Regions from separate parts of the Zea mays genome. Here region 1 is linked to region 2. The links are chromatin contacts, called in public Hi-C maps. All regions are on one chromosome and are shown on one strand. The core of a region is the stretch at or near the end of the contact, and the rest is flanking DNA. Distances in the headings are between cores, read along the strand shown. Region 1 holds the start of LOC100127519 (ZCN8 protein). Region 2 has its middle 60 kb from the start of LOC100282086.

The links. Hi-C and Micro-C count contacts between places; a contact is called where the count stands out from the background.
Region 1: a Hi-C map of ear shows a contact between it and region 2, with 2.5 times the contacts expected there. The contact joins the promoter of LOC100127519 here to the enhancer-like site in region 2. A contact is called at or near these places in 4 of 25 Hi-C or Micro-C datasets (ear and leaf).

What each region holds. Positions count from the first base shown.
Region 1 is chr8:126,677,313-126,682,017 of Zm-B73-REFERENCE-NAM-5.0, reverse strand. It overlaps LOC100127519 (ZCN8 protein), which reads left to right and starts at 1,582. Exons shown (of 4, transcript NM_001112776.1): 1 at 1,582-1,835; 2 at 2,039-2,100; 3 at 2,186-2,226; 4 at 2,926-3,330. The coding sequence starts at 1,641. The coding sequence ends at 3,155. It overlaps LOC103635847 (a long non-coding RNA gene), which reads right to left and starts at 4,597. Exons shown (of 5, transcript XR_004852027.1): 1 at 4,156-4,597; 2 at 3,931-3,985; 3 at 3,633-3,843; 4 at 257-294.
Region 2 is chr8:126,587,149-126,591,628 of Zm-B73-REFERENCE-NAM-5.0, reverse strand. No RefSeq gene overlaps it. Among protein-coding and RNA genes, the nearest start is that of LOC100282086, 60 kb to the left of the region's middle. Within about 2 kb of position 1,613, at least 12 of the 20 cell types and tissues checked have an H3K27ac peak or open chromatin away from gene starts, as enhancers often do. A contact at or near this core is called in ear and leaf, where this site is marked.

The DNA.
Region 1 (4,705 bases), core at 333-2,832, 90 kb before region 2:
CTTCTAAGGTATATATTCACATTTACCCGCCCCCCCCATGTGACCAAGGAACATCTGGATCGTACTTTGCTAGCGAGAGGGACAGACTAGAATCCTTATCGAGTTATCATGGAATGAAGAAAAAGCTCTAGTCATCTTCCAGTGTGCGCCCAGGAAACCGTGTGTAAACCAAATCTGAATCTGTCGATACAGATAAGTCATCCTACGGATGTAGCTCACTAGGTGAACCTAATGCATCATGAGAAATAAAAATTACCATGCGGGCATGTTTGCCTCCTGCTGGACTCCATAACACTACACTACACAGAGAAATATAAATCAAGTCAGCCAGGGAACAAATGTATATATAGTAATTCCATAATATTATGCCGCAGTACATGTTCAAACAAACCCGAGAAAAAAACACACATCGAAGAAGAAGAAAAAAAAATCATATGCAACTGAAGAAATAGAAACCCACCAAAGACCAAGGATCAGATTCAGTCTGACACCAACTACCTTAGACATTTGGCGAAACTTTGCGTAGAACAAAACAAAGGGTTCAAAAATTCTAAGGGAGTTTGCTCGTAAGGTGACATCTAAAATTGCATTTAACCTGCTTCAACAAGAGTACTAGATACTCTCCCTGTCAGAAGCAAGTCTCCCCTTGTAAATGATGTTAAGACGCCATGGCTCACCGCCTTGCTACCCAGTACCCACTACCCAATCCAGCCACCCAGGCCTTCCTGGTCTAAACTCAAGTAATTCAGCTGTAATTTTTTTTCCTATTCTTACTTTGCGACATCTGCAATTTCTGAATTCAAATGAAGAAACAACACCCATGCAACAAATAGACCACAAAGAAGGCAGTAACTAGTATCGAACTAGCTCAGATTTGAAGTACTTGCACAGAACAAAAGAAAAGGCTCCAGCCATTCCTTCGGTAATAACAGAAGAGTCATGTCCCTTCCATGACGAGAACTACCTCATCAGCATCAGCTGAAGATTCCACTTATTCATGGTGTTAATGCACCCAACCTCACAATCACAGCCTTGCAAATGCGACGTGTTTCGTTATTCCTACTGTGATTTATCTGTGATCCCTAGGTTTAAATGGTATAAGTCCATAGATCTTCTGTACAGCATGTGGGTTCTCAACAAGTGGAAATACAGCTCAACGCCAGTGTATGGCGTTTACTTGGAAGAACATGCACTGAGTATGCAGCACAAATTTTCAGACTAGACTAGAAGAGGGAAATGTCGAACCTGATATGCTCTTGCAAGGAAAACAAAACGTACTAAAATGCACCTCATTGTTCACACCACTACAGCTGGTTGCACTAAAGCTGCCAGTGGTTTACATGCTTTTATTACTCCAGCAAACCCCAGCAATGTTAATAACTAAGTTGCTAAAGCATATATGCAACCTGAAACACCACAGAGATCATGATTTGGCAAAGAAGCACAATTCAGCTATCTGGGTGACGTATGACATGACAATGGTATCTCAAATGCTAGAAGTTGAATAAGACAGCCTTCCTCAACTCCAGTATAAATAGTTCATGCTCAGACTGCAGCTTCCTCAGTCCCATAGGGAGGAAGTTGAGAGTTCTAATAAGAGCAACGGCCAATACCATTAGCGAGTTATTTTTCTGCAATATATGTCAGCAACCGATCATTTGGTTATGGCTCGTGTCATACAGGATGTATTGGATCCCTTTACACCAACCATTCCACTAAGAATAACGTACAACAATAGGCTACTTCTGCCAAGTGCTGAGCTAAAGCCATCCGCGGTTGTAAGTAAACCACGAGTCGATATCGGTGGCAGTGACATGAGGGCTTTCTACACCCTGGTAAGCCAAGCAATTTACAGATAATGATACCATTTTGGAGAATTTATGCCAATTCATTTGGTATGTTACACATAAAAGTATTATGCACTTTGTAATGGATTTATCAATATTAGTTTGAACAAATTTAATAAGAACAAAATGCCTAAATCTTGCAGTATATAAACATGTATATATGCTAACTTGTTTGTCTTCGACTTGAAAAGGTACTGATTGACCCGGATGCCCCAAGTCCAAGCCATCCATCACTAAGGGAGTACTTGCACTGGTAAAAAAAGCGCAATATGTTCCACTTCCTAGATTTGGTTCTTTTTCGCTTTGCCTTATTATGATATTGGTCCACTATTGTGTAGGATGGTGACAGATATTCCAGAAACAACTAGTGTCAACTTTGGTAAGAATGCATATAGTTATCTGTCATTCCATTGTGTTTCTGCTGAATATAGTATCTGTGGAGCTTAGGTTGTAGTCTCTTCTTGCTTCTCAGACCTATTGGCTACCATTGAACTGATGCAGATAAGGATGCAATTAATACATGAAATCAGCAACCATAGGCTGAATGCTAGACCAACTTGTTAGGTGAATGCAATATGGCAGCTTACCGCTTACATGCATAGTAATATCATGAAATCCACTAACTTAGTACCATAACTAAAGAAGCAATCTGGTAGAACTCACTTTCAATCCAGCCCATTACTAGAGACTGGATTATCGATATTAAACACAAACAAGTATTTAACAGTGTAATAAACTGGTATACGTATGATTCACAGTGCCCCTGTTTGTTCTTTAATTGGTTGGTAACCTTGAGGTGTCAATTTCAGCAGAACTAAGGTTCATTTACAGTTGCCATACTAAAGTTACTCAAGTACACTTTTTAGTTTACATAGTTTTTTCATACTCGATTTTACCTGAGACTTTGAAACCGATATTGGAAACAAAGCAGCCATTAATTTTGTCAAACAAGAGGAGCTATATTTAAAGGCTTCTCTTTGTCTAAATTGAAAGAATTAAAAACAATAAATGACGACGCTTCCACATACTTCAGTGCTCCTTGAACTATTCAGTATATAATGTCAGGATGCTCTCGCAGGCCAAGAGCTAATATTTTATGAGAGGCCGGACCCAAGATCTGGCATCCACAGGCTGGTATTTGTGCTGTTCCGTCAACTTGGCAGGGGGACAGTTTTTGCACCAGAAATGCGCCACAACTTCAACTGCAGAAGCTTTGCACGGCAATATCACCTCAGCATTGCCACCGCTACATATTTCAACTGTCAAAGGGAAGGTGGATCCGGCGGAAGAAGGTTTAGGGAAGAGTAGAAACCATAGGCCACTGCATGGTCACACTATAGAAATATCATCAATAATGTGCACTATATTGAATCAATGCACCACCTCTATATGCTGAATGTTATGTATCTCAAACTATGATTGTACTGACTTGAAAGGTTGAGAGCTTAGTCTCTTAGCAGAATATAGCACAATATTACTAGTATGTTCCATGATTAATCAGACAAAGTATTCTCCTTGGAGAAGCAAGTACAGTCTCAGGATCTTACTAGAGTACCTGCTTGTTTCAACAGGTATTAAACAAACTCAGCAGTCTGAATTATCCAAAGTATATTTCATGGAAAACAATCACAGCATCACATAGTGTATATTATTCCTTGCTCCAATCAGAAGAGCACATTATACCTTATTCACATTCAAAGTATTGTGCCCCAGTTGCTTAGAAAGTAGTCAACAAGACGCTATAAAGCATTACAAATTCTCAGAATTAACTTACAGCAGAATCACCTTGGAGAGGAAACTAATCACTTCTTCTCAAGATGGCACACCTCCACCAATTCCCATGACTCCAAGCTTATATCTATGGCATCCTTCTATAAAGCACAAGCTCAGTGATATCAAACTCTATTCCACAGATATCCTTGATCAGCTCATCTATCTTCTTCTTTGCCTCCTCATCAATTCATCATCATCATCTGTAAAGTCTCCATATAAGAGTCTGACGTGCGGCAACCAAGTGTCAGTACTAAGTAGTCAATAGCATGTGATTTTTCACTCAGGAACAGAATTCAGCTGGTACACTCACGAGTTTTTCTCCTATAACCGAAGTCGGCACAGCAGTGATCGCTCGCTCCCACCTCCTAACAAAATTCAGATAATTTGATATAAGAGAGCCAAATGATCCCAATGCACAAGCACAATACAATACTGCATCAGCATTTCCTCTGGATTTCAAACCTGCTGGAAGTTTGAAACTCGGAGCAAAACAAACTTAACTACGGAACTAGTACGAGGAGAAGAGATGCTTAACCTCGGGGGTGGGCTCCAGAAGGAGGTAGACGCACACGCACTGGTAGAAGAAGCTGCCACGGGCAAGCCCCGTAACACGGACTGTGTAAGGTTGGACGCCGGCGGGGAGTACCTCGACGGCTTCCAAGCGGCTGGAACTGGAAGGCGGGGCCGCCCGGCCGACTAACGCCGCACGCGGCGGCGGTCCTCCATGCGGCAGAAACGGTCGCGGGCGGGCTCCGGAGGGAGGGCCCACACGGAGCACGCTTCCTCCGGCGCTATCACTCGGGCCCAAATCCACCGTTCTGATATACTAGCTGCAAATCTTCTCGTCACATGACTCAAGTGGAGCTGGAAAAAAAAATCGACGAGCTGCCTCTGGCAGTAGCAGCAGCTGGGCTAACAAACTCGAGCTGAACTACGAACCAGTTTAGCTCGTCTCGATGCAGCTCGCGAGCTGTCTCGTGGCTCGACCCAACAACAATTTATTATATAAAATTCTAATTATCATATAATTATGTTATTTGAGATTACTATATAAAATTAATATATTTTCTATATTATATTAGTAA
Region 2 (4,480 bases), core at 364-2,863:
AGCAAGAAATCGCTCTTTAACGTTCCCTTGAGAATTCACATATCTAAAATAGAAAAAAGTATTAATAAAGATGAAGTTTCAATAGTGTAATAATATGAAATAACATAATAAACTTGCTACTAACCTTAAAAAACTGCCATTTTCTCTTTAACCGATATACCACATGATTCATCAATAAGTATGGCAAAATGTCTATCACTAAGATCTCATAATCATGTCAGTTATTTCTTCTACACAAGTTTTTGCAAGATCCTTTTGAACATCAGAACATCAGGGGAAGTCATTTTACAATTTAATCCACCATGGTCAAAAGCGTTTCTCACTTCTTCATTGCTATCTTTGAGCCAGTCTATCAACTCTAAAAGGTTACCTCTGGTTAAAGAGGTAGAGGATTCATGATGTCCACAAAAAGCCATGCCTTGCCCTAAGAGATAACTTGAACATAGAAGAGTAGAACTCAAGCAGATTTGGTACAATTCTTCTGCTAGCTGTCTAGCACCAGCAACCACACTTGCCACACTTTATCTCTAATTTTTAAAATCATCGCATTTCTGAACACACTGATTGTGAGCACTACCTACACCACGAACATGTTGAGGCAGTGATTTATATGCATGTTTCCAGTCAGTCAATCCTTTTTTAGCAAACACATCATAGCTAAAGTGTTATGCCCTTCCAGGTTGCTTAAATAGGAAGCAATCAAAGCAAAATGCAGCTTCAGTAGATTCACTGTATTCTAGCCAATTATATTTCTTATACCAGTATAAGGAAAAGGCTCATAAATCACATCCAAATTGTGTAAAGGGAATATTCAAAGAAGGTTGTGTTGGGCCCTTCAATATATATGCCCTTCTAACTTGATCTTGAATTTCAATAGCATACTCATAAATTTTCTTTCTAAGAGCAGGATCACATATAATCTCATCTGGATTGAACTCAATATTACCCATGTTATTGTTTTGATGTGGATGAGGATCATCCCGAGTTCCTATAGCATTAGCAGGCACAGGTCCACTGCCATGGTTTCGTAGATGAACTAAGGATCGCCTCATTCTTGATTCATGAAATTCACAATAAAAATTCCCATCTCAAATCTTTGACACAAATAAGTTGACATTGCAAATGATCTATTTTTAATAAAGTTTATGCAAAAAAATCTACTATTATTTTTTACCTCAGTTTTACCCGACGACTTCGTCGACTTGCTGTGCTTGCATTTGCAGACTTTACAGCAGCCAGCAGCAACAGTGGTTTGTCGGCTCGGCCACAATCTCACGGTTCGCCAACGGCCACCTCCGAACAACCCACTGCCAATCTTGCCCAGCAGCCCAACATTTAGGTCTGATTTGGTGATTAGGGATCCCGAGGGGATCCATGGGGAGGAATTCCCTTGCAATTCAATTTTGAATAGTAAGAGAATTTTTTTCCCTGGGGATCACCAAGCACCAAATCAGCCCTTAGGTGGAATTGGGAGTGTCGCCGACTCACCGTCGAAACAACAAACAAGAGATGAATCGTTGTCAGGGGACAAAGAGCAGGCTGTAGCAAGGAGGCAAGGAGTTGTACGTCACGTGCATGTGTCCAATCCAACAAGCTAGGCTAATAGTCCATTCGTGGGCCATCTGTCATCGGGTTAGTGGGCTGTGATTTGGTTATTTGTTGGATCGTGGCTAGGCCTCCACTCTATGGCTGGCGGTTCTGCCTCTGTATTTTTGTATGTTTCACATTAAAATTGAATCCATACTCTACTACGCACATGCCTAAAGCCCAGGCGACTGCCCATGGTCACTGGGCGGTAAATCCACCCCTGACTACCATGAACAAATTCATTGCAAGTACATGCTCTTGTATGAACATAATCATGAATAATGAACTATCATAATCAAACTAGTATGAACATTGTCACACCCACTTTTAGAAGAGAAACCGAATGCGAACCATGTACGTGCCAGGATCAGAAACCCACGTACACAGCGATTACATACTTAGACATCATCACACAACGCTCGAAATAAATAGCGGAAAGGTACTTTAATTACATCAAGATGTCCAAGACATCCACAGAGTCTAATATATAACCATTGTCTTTAACATAAATATCAAAGTGCGGAGAAACGAAACGTAGATGATAAGCCTACACAGGCAACTGACTGGGGGTTTGCCACTAAGATAAACTAAAACTCGCCGTAATTCTGGAACTCCTCGAAGTACTCCATGTTGCCAGCATCACCTCCTGAGCACTGAGTACAATGGGGACAACTTGGGGTGAGGTGGTTTGTAAAGCAAGGGTGAGTACACATCAACGTACTCAGCAAATGTCCCGTTTGGCTGAGGTGGACTAGCTTTATGTGGGGTTAAGCTCAAGCAGTTGCTTTTAGTTGGTCAAGTATTTATTGTTATTAGTAGAGCCAAGTTTTAGTCATAAACCCAGTTATTACCCAAAAGTACTCCCTCAAAAGAGGAAAATACCAGAGATCAGTTTTATAACATCATTGTTAACCATCAACATAAAAGTATCCAAAGTTCTTCTAATCAAAGAGGATCCCTAGGCTACTCTTAACCGTGAGCTCAGCTGATATACCAGTTTCTAACACTCTGCACAGGTTGCACACTTTACCCATGAGTCGTGATCCCTTTCCAGCCTGGGTTGTACAGACCCGATCTTCACTACCGAGGTGAATGGCCAGGGATACACTACGTAGCCTTTACAAAGACTCCCCTAGTGCATAGCTGCTCGTTAGGTTTCGCCAGTTGTACAAACGCAGTACACCTCCCCAAGGTGGGTGACTAACAAAACCAAATCGAATGAACCTCTGCACCCCCCTTGGCAGAGCGAGCACTACGCCCCGGCCCCAATTGACGGCCCTCAGGCAAAGCCAACTACACCCCCAGGTTCATCTAATTATTCAGCTAAGGGCGTCCCATTCCACCCTCATGGTTGCACTGTTATCCCGGGTGGTCACTCCACGAACAGGTCCTTACGGAGAGGTACTCAGGAAAAAGGCCTGAGCCCCTAAAGTATCACAAGATCATCAGCATAATCAAGATAACAATATCGTATCATAAATGTTCACATCATGTTCATTGATTAAAGTAAAGCAAAAGCAAGATGCTAACCATGATTACCCAAAAGGTAAACAAGGATAACGTAAATACAAAGCTAGTCAATCCTTAGGTTTCATAAAGTAATGCGGGACAGTGAATTATAGAGTATGTAGGACATGATAGGTCAGATGACACTTTCCTTCACCAGGTTGTTGCTGAGAGAGGTCTCCAACAACACACTTGGGAACGTCGGGCTGCTCGTTGTCTAAATAAAGCGAGCATGCATTCAATACATTTGGAAAGTACAAATGAACAACACACCAAACATGTACAAACATATGAATACATCTTAAAAAGACACAATACTAAATAAGGAATAATGAGATCAAAGTATAACATGAACTATAACATAAACTAATTTTCGTTTAGAAATAGATTATTCTTTAAGTGTTGTCCATGATTACACAACCTAGTTCCATTTATTTTACTGTGACCTAAAAGTTAGACCAGAGATAAATTCATGTAATACACATTATTAATCTTCACAAGATTAAATACACTTTAATCTCTAGGGTTTTCCTTTTATTTATTTTATTAAATAAATAAATCTAGACCTATACTAGTTCATAATTAACCATAAAAATTAGAATGTGCAGACAGTAACTGAAACTAATTTATTTAAACAGAGAATAATCCTATGAATATTTTGCAATTTGAATCACTAATTTGGAGTTCATTTGAAAAAGATATGAAATAAACAAGTTTGAGAATTCAAAATATGAAATAGGTCTAATTCTATGAATATTTAAAAGTCCGGGGTTCAATCTGCAAGATTACAGGGGCCTACCCGCGAAAACCAGGGACGGCGGGTTGATTCTAAACAAACCGAGGGTCTCTTTAATAAAACTATCGCACGAAAGGGTATCAAGCGATTTAAACCGTTAGATCAGAAACCGACGACCGAGATTAGATCCGCGGCCAAGGGCGCGGGGGGGGGGGGGGGGGGCGAGCGCTGACAGGCGGGCCAGGGGGTGTCAGCGACTGAGGGGGAGGGCGCACTGACCGATCGGGCCCAATGCTAGGGGACACGGGCGCTGACAGGCGGGCCAGGGGCGCAGGGCGTGCGTGCGTGAAGCGGTATCCCGCGATCTGGGCCGTGCGATCAAGATCGGACGGGGGAGATCAAACCGGGGGAGGGTGAACGACTACGGGCGGCGCAACTCCTCCTCGCGACGGTGAAGTCGCCGGAGTTGGGGCAGGCGCGTGCTAGGGTGGTTCCGGGGTCACCGGGGTGGGTCAGAGAGGGGGAGAACGACACGACAAACTTAGTGGCGGGGTTGTGGCCACGAATCCGAGGTCAGAGAGGGGGGAATGGCGGGGAAAATGCCTCGGGCGGGCTAGAGGAACTCCGGTGAGGGATTCCGGCCGCGGGGAG